Linked DNA regions of Bos taurus: region 1 is linked to region 2. A link is a contact called in public Hi-C data. All regions are on one chromosome and are shown on one strand. Each heading gives the region's core, a stretch centred on a gene start, on an enhancer-like site or on the middle of the called end of the contact. The rest is flanking DNA. Distances are from core to core; before and after follow the strand shown.

Region 1 (5,885 bases), core at 2,624-5,123, 270 kb before region 2:
ACCACCTCAACCAGAGAAAACCTGCACAAAGCAATGAGGACCCAGGGCAGCAGAAAATAAATAAATAAAATTTTAAAAAAGAAAGAAATAACCTCTCAGTTCAGTTCAGTTCAGTTCATTTGCTCGATTGTGTCCGACTCTGCGACTCCATGGACTGCAGCATGCCCGGCTTCCCTGTCCATCACCAACTCCTGGAGCCTACTCAAACTCATGTCCATTGAATCAGTGATGCCATCCAGTGATCTCATCCTCTGTCATCCCCTTCTCCCGCCTTCAATCTTTCCCAGCATCAGGGTCTTTTCAAATGAGTCAGTTCTTTGCATCAGGTAGCCAAAGTATTGGAGGTTCAGGTTCAGCATCAGTCCTTCCAATGAATATTCAGGACTGATTTCCTTTAGGATGGACTGGTTGGATCTCCTTGCTATCCAAGGGAGTCTCAAGAGTCTTCAACACCATAGTTCAAAATCATCAATTCTTTGGTGCTCATTTTTCTTTATAGTCCAATTCTCACATCCATACATGACTACTGGAAAAACCATAGCCTTGACTAGACGGACTTTTGTTGGCAAAGTAATGTCTATCTCTGCTTTTTAATATTCTATCTAGGTTGGTCATAACTTTTCTTCCAGGGAGCAAGCGTCTTGTGATTTCATGGCTGCAGTCACCTGCAGTCATCATCTGCAGTGATTTTGGAGCCCAGAAAAATGAAGTCTGTCACTCTTTACATTGTTTCTCCATCTATTTGCCATGAAGTGATGGAACCAGATGCCATGATCTTAGTTTTCTGAATGTTGAGTTTTAAGCCAATTTTTTCACTCTTGTCTTTTGCTTTCATCAAGAGGCTCTTTAGTTCTTCTTCACTTTCTGCCATAAGGGTGGTGTCATCTGCATATCTGAGGTTATTGATATTTCTCCCAGCAAGCTTGATTCCAGCTTGTGCTTCTCCAGCCCAGGATTTCACATGATGTACTCTGCATATAAATTAAATGAACAGGGTGACAAAATACAGCCTTGATGTACTCCTTTCCCGATTAGGAACCAGTCTGTTCCAATAACCTCTGGAGCCCTGTAAAGGACAGATAGAAGGGGAAAGAGCAACCAGAGGCAGAACCATCCCAAGAAACTGTTGTTGGAATCCAAGGCACAAATACTTGTGGCCTGAACTAAGGCAGTAGAGATGGATGTGATTGGGTGGACATAAGTGACAAGAAATATTACAAAGAATTAATGTTGATTGGATGTAGGGGATGAGGGATGGGTCTAGGATGATCTCCCAGGTTTCAGGATTGGGCAGCTGGTTGGAAGGGAGTTGTTTAGCATCTAGTGGGCAATCATTAAATTTGTTGGGTATTTGTTGAATACATGTAGGGATAGGAAATAACATGAAAATGAGGAGGATCATATTGCACTGAATCATCATCATTTCAGTTTTGAAAAGTTAAATTTGAGTTTCTATTGTGACTATATTATATTGTTTCTGTATTTCCTAAGCTCCCTATGCTTTTCTTCCATAGCCTTCGTCACAGTGTGTAATTATACATTTATTTGTAGGAATGTATATTTAATGTCTATTTTCCTACTAAAATGATAAATTCTAAGGTTTCAAATATCATGCCAATTTATTCTCCTCTATTAGCTCCAGTGGCTTACCTGCTGGCTCAGTGGTAAAGAATCCACCTGCCAGTGCAGGAGATGTGGGTTGGATCCCTGGAGAAGGAAGTGGCAACCCACTCCAGTATTCTTGCCTGGGAACTCCCATGGACAGAGGAGCCTGGCAGGCTGTAGCCCAAGGGGTTGCAAAGAGTCAGACATGACTTAGTGACTAAACAAAAGCAACAACATTAGCTCCAATAAATAGCATTGGACCTAGCACATAGTAGGAACTCTATATTTATGGAATGGATGAATGAATTCCAGTGAAAGATGCCCAGCAGGCAGTTGGATATGAGGAGCTAGATGTCAAGAGAGATCTTGACTGAAGGCAGAGATTTACAAAGTCCTTAGACTGTAGATCAGGTTGAAGTTGATAATGACTGAGGTCCCCATACAAGGAGGGTGTGTGCATTGAGAAGAGAAGAAGGGCCTGGATAGAACTCTTAAAGATATTGACTTTAAAAACTGGGTGGATGAAGAGAAGCCAGGAAGGACAAGGAGAACAAATAGAAATAGAAGCAGGAGAGCTAGGAGATGGTGATTTCATAGGAGCCAAGAAAGGAGAGAGTTGTGAAAGGGTGCTGAAGGATTTTATACCAATTCTAATGTGAGGGAGGGATGTGTTTACCCATACCTCCAAACCAGTTCTTTGGATACCAGCTGTGTGTATTACAATTCAACTCAGCCCTGATACTATTTACCCAGCTTCAGGAGACAGGTTTGATCCCTTGGTAGGGAAGATGCCCTGGAGGAGGGTGTGGCAACCACTCCAGTATTCTTGCCTGGAGAATCCCATGGACAGAGGAGCCTGGTGGGCTACAGTCCACAGCGTTGCAAAGAAGTGACTGAACATGCATGCACCCAGAGGTAGTGTCAGATTCCATAGATTCAAGGTTCATCCCACAAGACTCCCCCCCACCTCAGATGCCAATCGCAAGCCCAGGTTGTTACCTGTGCTTTAAATTGAAGATTTCCACGACTCCCTCCTTGGGTTTGACTGATTTGCTAGAATGTATTAGATCATAAAGCAGTGGCAGGTCTTTTGGAAATGTGTCTAACAGCCTTAAGGGCCCAGAGCCCCAGTTCGCAGAAACTGATCTCAGGTGGGCAGTCTAAGAGCAGGCTCTGCTTCCCCATTCCCTGACTCCAGCAGAGGCTCCAACTTAGAGAATGGGAGCTTTCTGTTTTTAATTTTTTTTTTTTTTTTGACTGTAACAGGTCAGATTCTGCAGCTGAACAAGGCTGGCACTGTTGAGAACTATAGGCAGGGCACAAGCGAGTGAAGCACCCTGAACTCTGACCACAAGAGAGTGGTGTTGTGAAAGAGGTGCAGAAGGTTGGGATGGGCAGCGTGCAGGAAAGGAAAGGGACCTTGCTCAGTGGGGTTCATGAAGTCCTCTGAAAACTCTTCCTGAACAAATGGTGTGAGTGTGTGTGTGTGTTTTGGGTTGGAAATAAAATCTGTTTGGAGAAAGATCTTGATTGTGGTCTATAATTTTCTTAAAAGACCCTTCAACTTTGATTTCTGAAAGAAAATTCATCATCATGGCTTTCTCTGATGCTGAAGCTGAAACTCCAACACTTTGGCTACCTGATGCGAAGAACAGACTCATTGGAAAAGACCCTAGTGTTGGTAAAGATTGAAGGCAGGAAGAAAAGGGGACAACAGAGGATGAGATGGTTGGATGGCATCACCGACTCAATGGACATGAGTTCGAGCAAGCTCTGGGTGTTGGTGATGGATAGGGAAGCCTGGCATGCTGCAGTCCATGGGGTCGCAAAGAGTAGGACACAACTGAGTGACTGAACTGAACCGAAATGATGATTTTCTCCACTTTTTTGATCTTTATTCTTTTGCAGTTTAAATATTGTTTAGAAGTTGACAGTGATTTTATACTTACACATAAGACCCCTTGGATATGCTCTGTAAACTGGGAATCTTGACAGTGTGGAAAACCAGCTCTTTTTTAGTTAATGCTGGGAGCTGTGGAGTAAGTTCATGAACTTTTGGATAAGCAAAAGCAGCTTTATGTAATTAAGCCCTGAGAGTTGTGTTGCTGAAGCTCTGTGATCTAGTTCTGTCCTGACCTAACCCTACCCCAATTTCCTACTATGAGCAAGCTCTTTGCAGTGGGAGTGGTGAAATTTTTTTTCTTTCTTTTTTAACCCATGTGACCAGTAAACAAGGGTTCAATAGTCCCATGATTCCTTCTCTCATTACATTTCTAATCCTGTGGAGAACAGAGAAGAAGTAAAATTCCAAAGGTAGGTGAAATGTGATGTATATTCACAAATAAAAATTTCTCAGGTAACATTTGTCCTTTCTCTTTGTGGAATCTCATATACTGATATGAAATGAAGTATGATTTATGTATATGTGTATATATACATTTTATTATATTATACATAGATATATGTGTATATATATGCCAGTACATGGCATCAACTACTGGAGTATTTGCTAATTTTTTTCCCACTTGGCTGAGGGATTGAGTCAGCTTTTGGGAAGAGACTTAGGTTGGCGAATCTATTAGATTTTATTCTTGGACAAATGTAGCATCTTCAAAAAGAGTTTGAGGTAATCTATAATAAAAGACACATACACAAAAAAAGTTATTAAAATGCAAATGGAAACATAAAAAGAGAAAGAAAATCAACGTGTTGAAAGAGAAGAGAGAAGAAGAAGAAAATGCTATTTATGAGGACTAATAGAATTACTATGACTGAACATTAAATTTGGCCTTAAACCACTAAGATAATATGGAAAAATTAGATAATTTAAAAAGAATCAATAGTATACTATTTACTTAGAAAAGACAAAATCTTTCCTGGTACTAAATGCATGACAGGATTTATCATGTGGGATCTTACACAGTGTATAGATGCACAGTGTTCTTGATAAGAATTTTATGACAAATGCAGAAGTGATTTTCTTCAGACTGTTTCTTTTCTTCTCTTTTTAATCAAGGTGGTATTTTTTTTTTATTATTCAGCCTTTATTTAATTTATTTTTTTACTTTAAAATATTGTATTGGTTTTGCCATACATCAACATGAATCCGCCACGGGTATACACGTGTTCCCCATCCTAAAACCCCCTCCCACCTCCCTCCCCATACCATCCCTCTGGGTCATCTCAGTGCACCAGCCCCAAAGTGGTATTTTAATTTTTCTAATTTGAGTAGAAAACACACAGGTGACAGTTCAATGAATTTTCACAAAATTTGCATTTCTGTTACAGCCACACAGGTCAAGTAATAGAACATTATGAGCATGGTAGATAATCCATTAATACCGTTCTCATTTGTTGAACCCTACCTCCTCCCCCAAAGTAACCAGTAATATGATTTGTATTAATATCAACATAGATTAATTTAAAAATTTTTATAGCTTTAAAAAAGATTTATTTTTATTTATTTGGTTGCTTCAGGTCTTAGTTGTGGCATCGGGATCTAGTTCCTCGACCAAGGATTGACCCTTGGCCCCCTGCACTGGGAGTGTGGAATTTTAGCCACTGCACCATCAAGGAAGTCCCAACATAGATTAGTTTTATATTTTAAAGCTTTGTGGAGATGGAATCATGTAGTATGTGTTCTTTTGTGTCACAGTGTTATGTTTGCGAGACTCATTCATGTAACTGTGTGTAGCTATAGTTTGTTTTTTTCACTGTATAGCATTCCATTGCATGAACATATCTCAACTTATTTATCCATTCTACTATTTGTGCATGTGTGGGTTGTTTCCAGCTTTTGGCTATCACAAGTAATGTTTATGGTGTACATATTTTGTTGTTATATACCTAAACTGGAATCTTTGGGTATAGGGAAGATGGATCATTATCTTTGGTAGATAATGATAAATTGCTTTTTCCAAATTGAATATATTTACTTGTTCAATAGCAATGTTTGATTGTTCTTGTGAACTCCTTTAAAAAATTTTTATTTTTGGCTGTTTTGGGTCTTTGTTACTTTGCTCAAGCTTTTTTTTTCTTCTCTAAGTTATGATGAGCAGGAGTTGCTCTTCACTGTGGTGCTCAGGCTTCTGATTGTGGTGGCTTCTCTCACTGTGGAGCACAGGCTCTAGAGTGCAGGCTCAGTAGTTGTGGTGCACAGGCTTAGTTGCTCTGCTGTACCTGGAAACTTCCTGGACCAGAGATCGAACCCATGTCCCCTACATTAGTAGGCAGATTCTTATGCACTGCACCACCAGGATCAGATATCTGAATTAAAGATT
Region 2 (5,123 bases), core at 1,173-3,672:
ATGGCTGGCAGGAGCTGGTGCTGGTTTGGATGCCCGTGCTGACAGTGCCCAGGACTGGCTGCGTCACCACGCTGGGGACAGATGTGAACGGAGCAGGGGCATCGTGGTCTTCTGTCTTTGGTGGCAGCGGCTGCAGGCTATGGTTAGTGTCACTGGTAACATTTCTCTCCTCCTCTTTATAGTTTCCTCCAGCATCACTAGGTAACGCATAGTTTCTATCAGGACCAAAGTGCTCCCCGCTCCCCCGGAGTTCTCCAAGGGGATGGGGGGGTTCTACTGAGCTACAACTCGGGGTACCAGAGTGGTTCTCACTGGTGCTGGTCAGGGGCTTGGCCACGGCAGTGCTCTCCAGGTCAGGAAAGGTGGAGTGACAGGCCCGGAGGAGATCGTCCATACCCAGACGCTCTGCTACCTCGTAGATGACTCCGACGTTGATCAGGTCCGTGAAGAGTTCTGACGTGTAGACAAAGCTTAGAATCTTCTCGAAGTTGGCAGGAGTGATAAAGTCCACCACATAGGTCCTGGCAGCATCAAGCCCAGTGTTGAGGAAGAGGTTCTGGAAATAGCCAGCCGCACAGGCCAGCACAGCTTTGTGGGCCGGGAAGGAACGGCTCCCCACCACGATGGTGACATCGCACATGGTCTCCGAGAGCCGGCACTTGTTGAGTTCTTTCAGCAGGTTGTTGGGGTGGTTGGTGCTTTGCAGTTTGATCCTCATGCCCATCTTAGCAGCTCCTGTGAAGTTGCCTCCTTATCAGCACAGTTAATCTGCGGATAGCAAAAGGATAAGGTGGATGGCCAAACACATCCTTGTAGGTGAAGAGCTCTGCGGGACAATAGCCCCAGGTAGAGAGCAAGCGTGAATGGACATAAACTTGCTCCATTCTGCTGGAGGGGACAATGACAGCAGAAGTGATGGGACAGTGACCTTTCTCCCTGCACATCCCCCAAGACATCTCCCTGCACATCCCCCAAGACAGAGTGATCACAAAAAAATCCAAAAATATTGAAAAAAATCTGATAAACTGTTCTCTAAGACAAGCCTGACTGGACAGAAGCTAGTGATTTAAAGCCAAAGTAGTCTCTTGATACCTTCTTATATTTCATTACCAGAGCAAATGGTTCAAACTTTTCTCATATTAATTTCCTAATTTCTTCCTGAATACAAGCTTTCCAATCTCACTGAGTATATTCTCTTCCCTTACTAGGCCAAATGCCATACACATACTTGAACACAATTATCAAGCTCCATTAGCTACTGGGGAAAAGATGCTTTATCCTTTCCTTTCCTCTCACGGCTGTGTTCTTTCAGGCCCTAAAATAAACCACTTGCTTATTCTTGAGTTCCCATCTTTCCCTATCTAAGCTACCTGCCTCCTAGCCCAGGGCCATTCAGATAGTGCTCTATCATACTCTCTGTAGCTTGTGGGTGACGTCAGAGAAGTAAAGTAAAGACGAACACAACTATGGTATTTAGAATTACCTAAATACTCTTTGGGTCTTTTTTTCCCCACCCTTTTCAGGAGCTATGCTTATGTTGACCAGAACTGAGAGATTTACCTGATGCCTTGGGATAGGGTTTGGGATAAGAAGCTATCCAATTTACACAGGTAACTCCTAAAGTCTTGCTCAGTACCATTTTCCCCCCACTTTTTGAGTCCTGCAGGCCAGAAAAAAGCCAAACTCGTTGCCCTCTCCTTCAGCCTCATGACTCGCCCTGTGCAACACAGCCCCCTTCCTCCACCTCACCACACTGGACTAACTCCCAACTTTTTCTGGGGCCCGGGAAGCCTCTGAGCTTTGTTGGGTACCAGCGAAGGATCTCCGGGGCCCTGGTGGCCACACACCAACGGTCAGCAGGTCGGGGCACCGGGAAGCACGAGCGGCAGTGGGAGGGGACGGATTCGGAACTTCTGAGAAGGGACCCCAACAACCGCGCGGCGCCACGGTCTCCCTTCTGGAGGGTCGAATTCGGGAAGAAGGGCGTTGGATCCGGCTGGGGCACTCCATCTAGGGGGCATCAAGCACCTCGCTCCCTTCCCCCAAACAGCCGGGAATTCCTCAGGGCGACCTCGGGCGGGGGCAAGGGGGTGGCGGCGGGGCGCTGGGCCGGCCGGGGGTCGAAGGGATCGGCGGCGGGGCCGGCGGGGGTCGGCGCGCGGCGGGGGAGGATGGATCCGGCCGAGGGTAGCGGGCGGGAGGGAGCCCAGCGAGAGCGAGAGAAAGGCCGGGACGAGGGTCGGGCCTCGGCCAGGGCAGCCCTCGGCCTGGCCGCGCTTACCCGGCTCCGCGGGGCCCGAGCACCATCGCCGCCGCCGCCTCACACAAAGGCCCCGGCCCGCCGTGCCCGGCCCGACGAGGAGGCGGCGCCGCCGGCCGCGGCCAGACTCTCCATCCGCCGCGCCGCTCGCCGCGCCGGCCCGGGCCGCCCCCACCGCCCGGCCCGCAGCGCCCCCCGCCGTCCCGGAGGAGGCAGCGCCCCCCGCCGCTCGGCCGCAGCGCCCCCAGCCGCCAGGGAGGAGGCAGCGCCCCCACACGGTGGGGCCGGGAGCGAAGCAGGCTGGCTGAAGCCACTGCGCCACCCGGGGACCCCCGGCCCCACTTCTGACCCCCGCGAGCCCCTGGGGCCCGCCGCCACCGGGCCCTCGCGGGCATTTGCCAGGACGTTTCCAGCCCTCACGGCCACCACCACCCAAGCCTGGCTTTTTTTGAAGCACTGATCCTGTAAGTGCTGGACCACTCCCTCCTCGCCCTAGTACCTGGAGAAATGAAAAACGCTATCCCAAGGCTAAGCTTAAATCGCCTCCCCTGTTCTACATCTCACAGTCCCAAAAGTTTACTCTCAAAACGTCTGCTGGTGTAGTTTCAGAAACAGTTGTAGGATTGCCACTTTAACTATTTGTCTCCTCCGCTAGGCAGTACGGAGAAGGCAATGGCACCCCACTCCAGTGTTCTTGCCTGGAGAATCCCAGGGACAGAGGAGCCTAGTGGGCTGCCGTCTATGGGATCGCACAGAGTCGGACACGACTGAAGCAACTTAGCAGCCCCAGCAGCAGCTAGGCAGTGAGCTTCCTGAAGGCAGAAGCTGTTGTTCTGCACACGGCTGTGTCTCCGCTGCTCCCTCCCACCCCCGCCCCAACACACAGGCTTCTGGTTCATAGGAAAGGTGCTTAACAAAGCCTGTTTGAATGAAGAACAAGTACTAGAGGGCTGGGCTCCCGGTGGACCACCCTCTGAAAGTTCATTGTGGACCCTCCTTCCAGCTGCACCACCAAATGAAGGATTTCACAGTATCCCGCTGCACCTTGGCAGCGCAGGCCTGTTTGGGGCAGCCTGTCCTTCCTGGAGGGGAGCAGAACTTGACACCCCAACATATGTTTCTTTGGCATAAGGATTATTTTTAAGAAGCAGCAGGCAGCGGAGAAGCTCTGAAAAATGAGCAGAGGTTACCCTTTTGTAAGAGCCATTTACATTTATAAGGGAAATGTCCATTTGTCTCTGAACCGGGAAAAGAAGGGTAGATAATGTCAAGAAAGTCTTAGTTTTCCTGGGTATCTCCCATGTATATGGAAGTATACATATTTTTAAACTTCTGTTTCTTTTTTCCTGTTATGCTGTCTTTTATTATTTACTCAGCCAAGAACCTCGAAGGGTAGAGTGGGAAATTATTTTTCCTTGCTACTTCCTCAACTCTTTCTAGAGCTCCATTTCTCTGCTTCCACCCTTTAGTGCAGCAGTTACCCTCCAAATCTCCCCAGATATTCCTGCCTAAGATACGTCATCAAACCAAAACTTTGCCTGAGTTTCACTGACAGATGTGATCAAAACTTTAAGGCATGAGCACCATTGCCAGCTATCACTCTGAAGTTCTCCCCATAGTTTTTTACTATGACGATCACAGGTCATGAAGGATTTTTGGCTGAATCTTTATGATATTCACGGGTCATGACTTCAGGCTCACAGGTTTTTCAGTCTATCATACTTTTGATTCCCTTTTTGGCATTCCAGTCTTAGAGGGATCATTGGCTTGGTGGTTAGCAGCTGAGGACACACACTTAAAGCTTTTTGGAGAATATAGGACACCAGAGGGACTACTATGATAATTACAAGCTGGACAATTCCCAGTGTCTGGAGTGCACTTCAGAGCCATGGTCCCCAAGACCCAAAGGAATCAAAATCAAACCAGTCAAAGAAAGACCCCTTTGAGGGGTCTTTAGAGGGAGCACCTTTTGAAGTGGCTTATTCAGTAATCTTAGGTAGCTGAATTCAACCTCCCCAGAAGTGTTAATTTAGGTATGATAGGTGGTGGTGGCCATAATAGATACCAGTTTGTTCAGCTAAAAGAAAATCTAAATTGCTCTAGCAGTACATTCAGCAAAAGCTTCCAGAGCTGAGGAGAGATTCCTGATCATATAGCCTCATCTATACTCACTCCTAACCAGGAGTAGAGGGTCTTGTAAGCAAATCCTGAATCATGAAAGCCTCCTGGTAGGTCCTTTCTAATTTGATGATGTAAATTCAGGGGAGTTGACGCAATGCGGTGAAGAATTTGCATAGGGCCTTAAAGAACAATCTCTTTTCCAGCATTCCCATTGATTACAACTGAAATATCAATCCCTGGGGAAGCATTTTGACGATGGGCCCCTAGGAGGTTATAATATGGGAGGCCTGGGTGTTGTTCTAGATACTTTTTGTGTTTTTAGTAAGATTTTGCCATTTTTGTAGGTATTTATTGCTTCTGGAGCCATCATTCTTAGACATAAAATAGGCAGGTATGCCAGAAGGTGGTGTGCTTCACTCTTTGGAGCTTAAGAATCCTGTTACGTTTTTAGCTAAGATTTTGGGTCTCTTGAAGCTAAGGCAGACGCTTTAACCTCTGAGCCACGAGGGAAGCTTTGAAGCTAAACTAATACCTAAAAAGAATTGCCACTGGGCTGGAGATTGTGTGATGTTTTACAAGTGTATCTCTTTGCATGGAAATTTTATTGATGTTGGCATTCTATGACCAAATTTTCCTAAAATGGGAGTCTCTCTGTTAGGTGATGAGCACTCTAACAGCTTTTAAACGCTCATCAGTTTTTGTGGCTTGTTGGCTTCGAAGCTTCCCATTAACAATAGCCTTT

The links. Hi-C and Micro-C count contacts between places; a contact is called where the count stands out from the background.
Region 1: a contact with region 2 is called in a Hi-C map of blastocyst, with 3 times the contacts expected there. The contact joins the promoter of HSD17B6 here to the promoter of ZBTB39 in region 2. A contact is called at or near these places in 3 of 11 Hi-C or Micro-C datasets (blastocyst, liver and skeletal muscle).

Annotation. Positions count from the first base shown.
Region 1 is chr5:56,694,092-56,699,976 of ARS-UCD2.0, reverse strand. It overlaps HSD17B6 (hydroxysteroid (17-beta) dehydrogenase 6), which reads left to right and starts at 3,873. Exons shown (of 5, transcript NM_001035395.2): 1 at 3,873-3,918.
Region 2 is chr5:56,427,733-56,432,855 of ARS-UCD2.0, reverse strand. ZBTB39 (zinc finger and BTB domain containing 39) reads right to left here and starts at 2,422. Exons shown (of 2, transcript XM_024992500.2): 1 at 2,282-2,422; 2 at 1-768. The coding sequence starts at 724.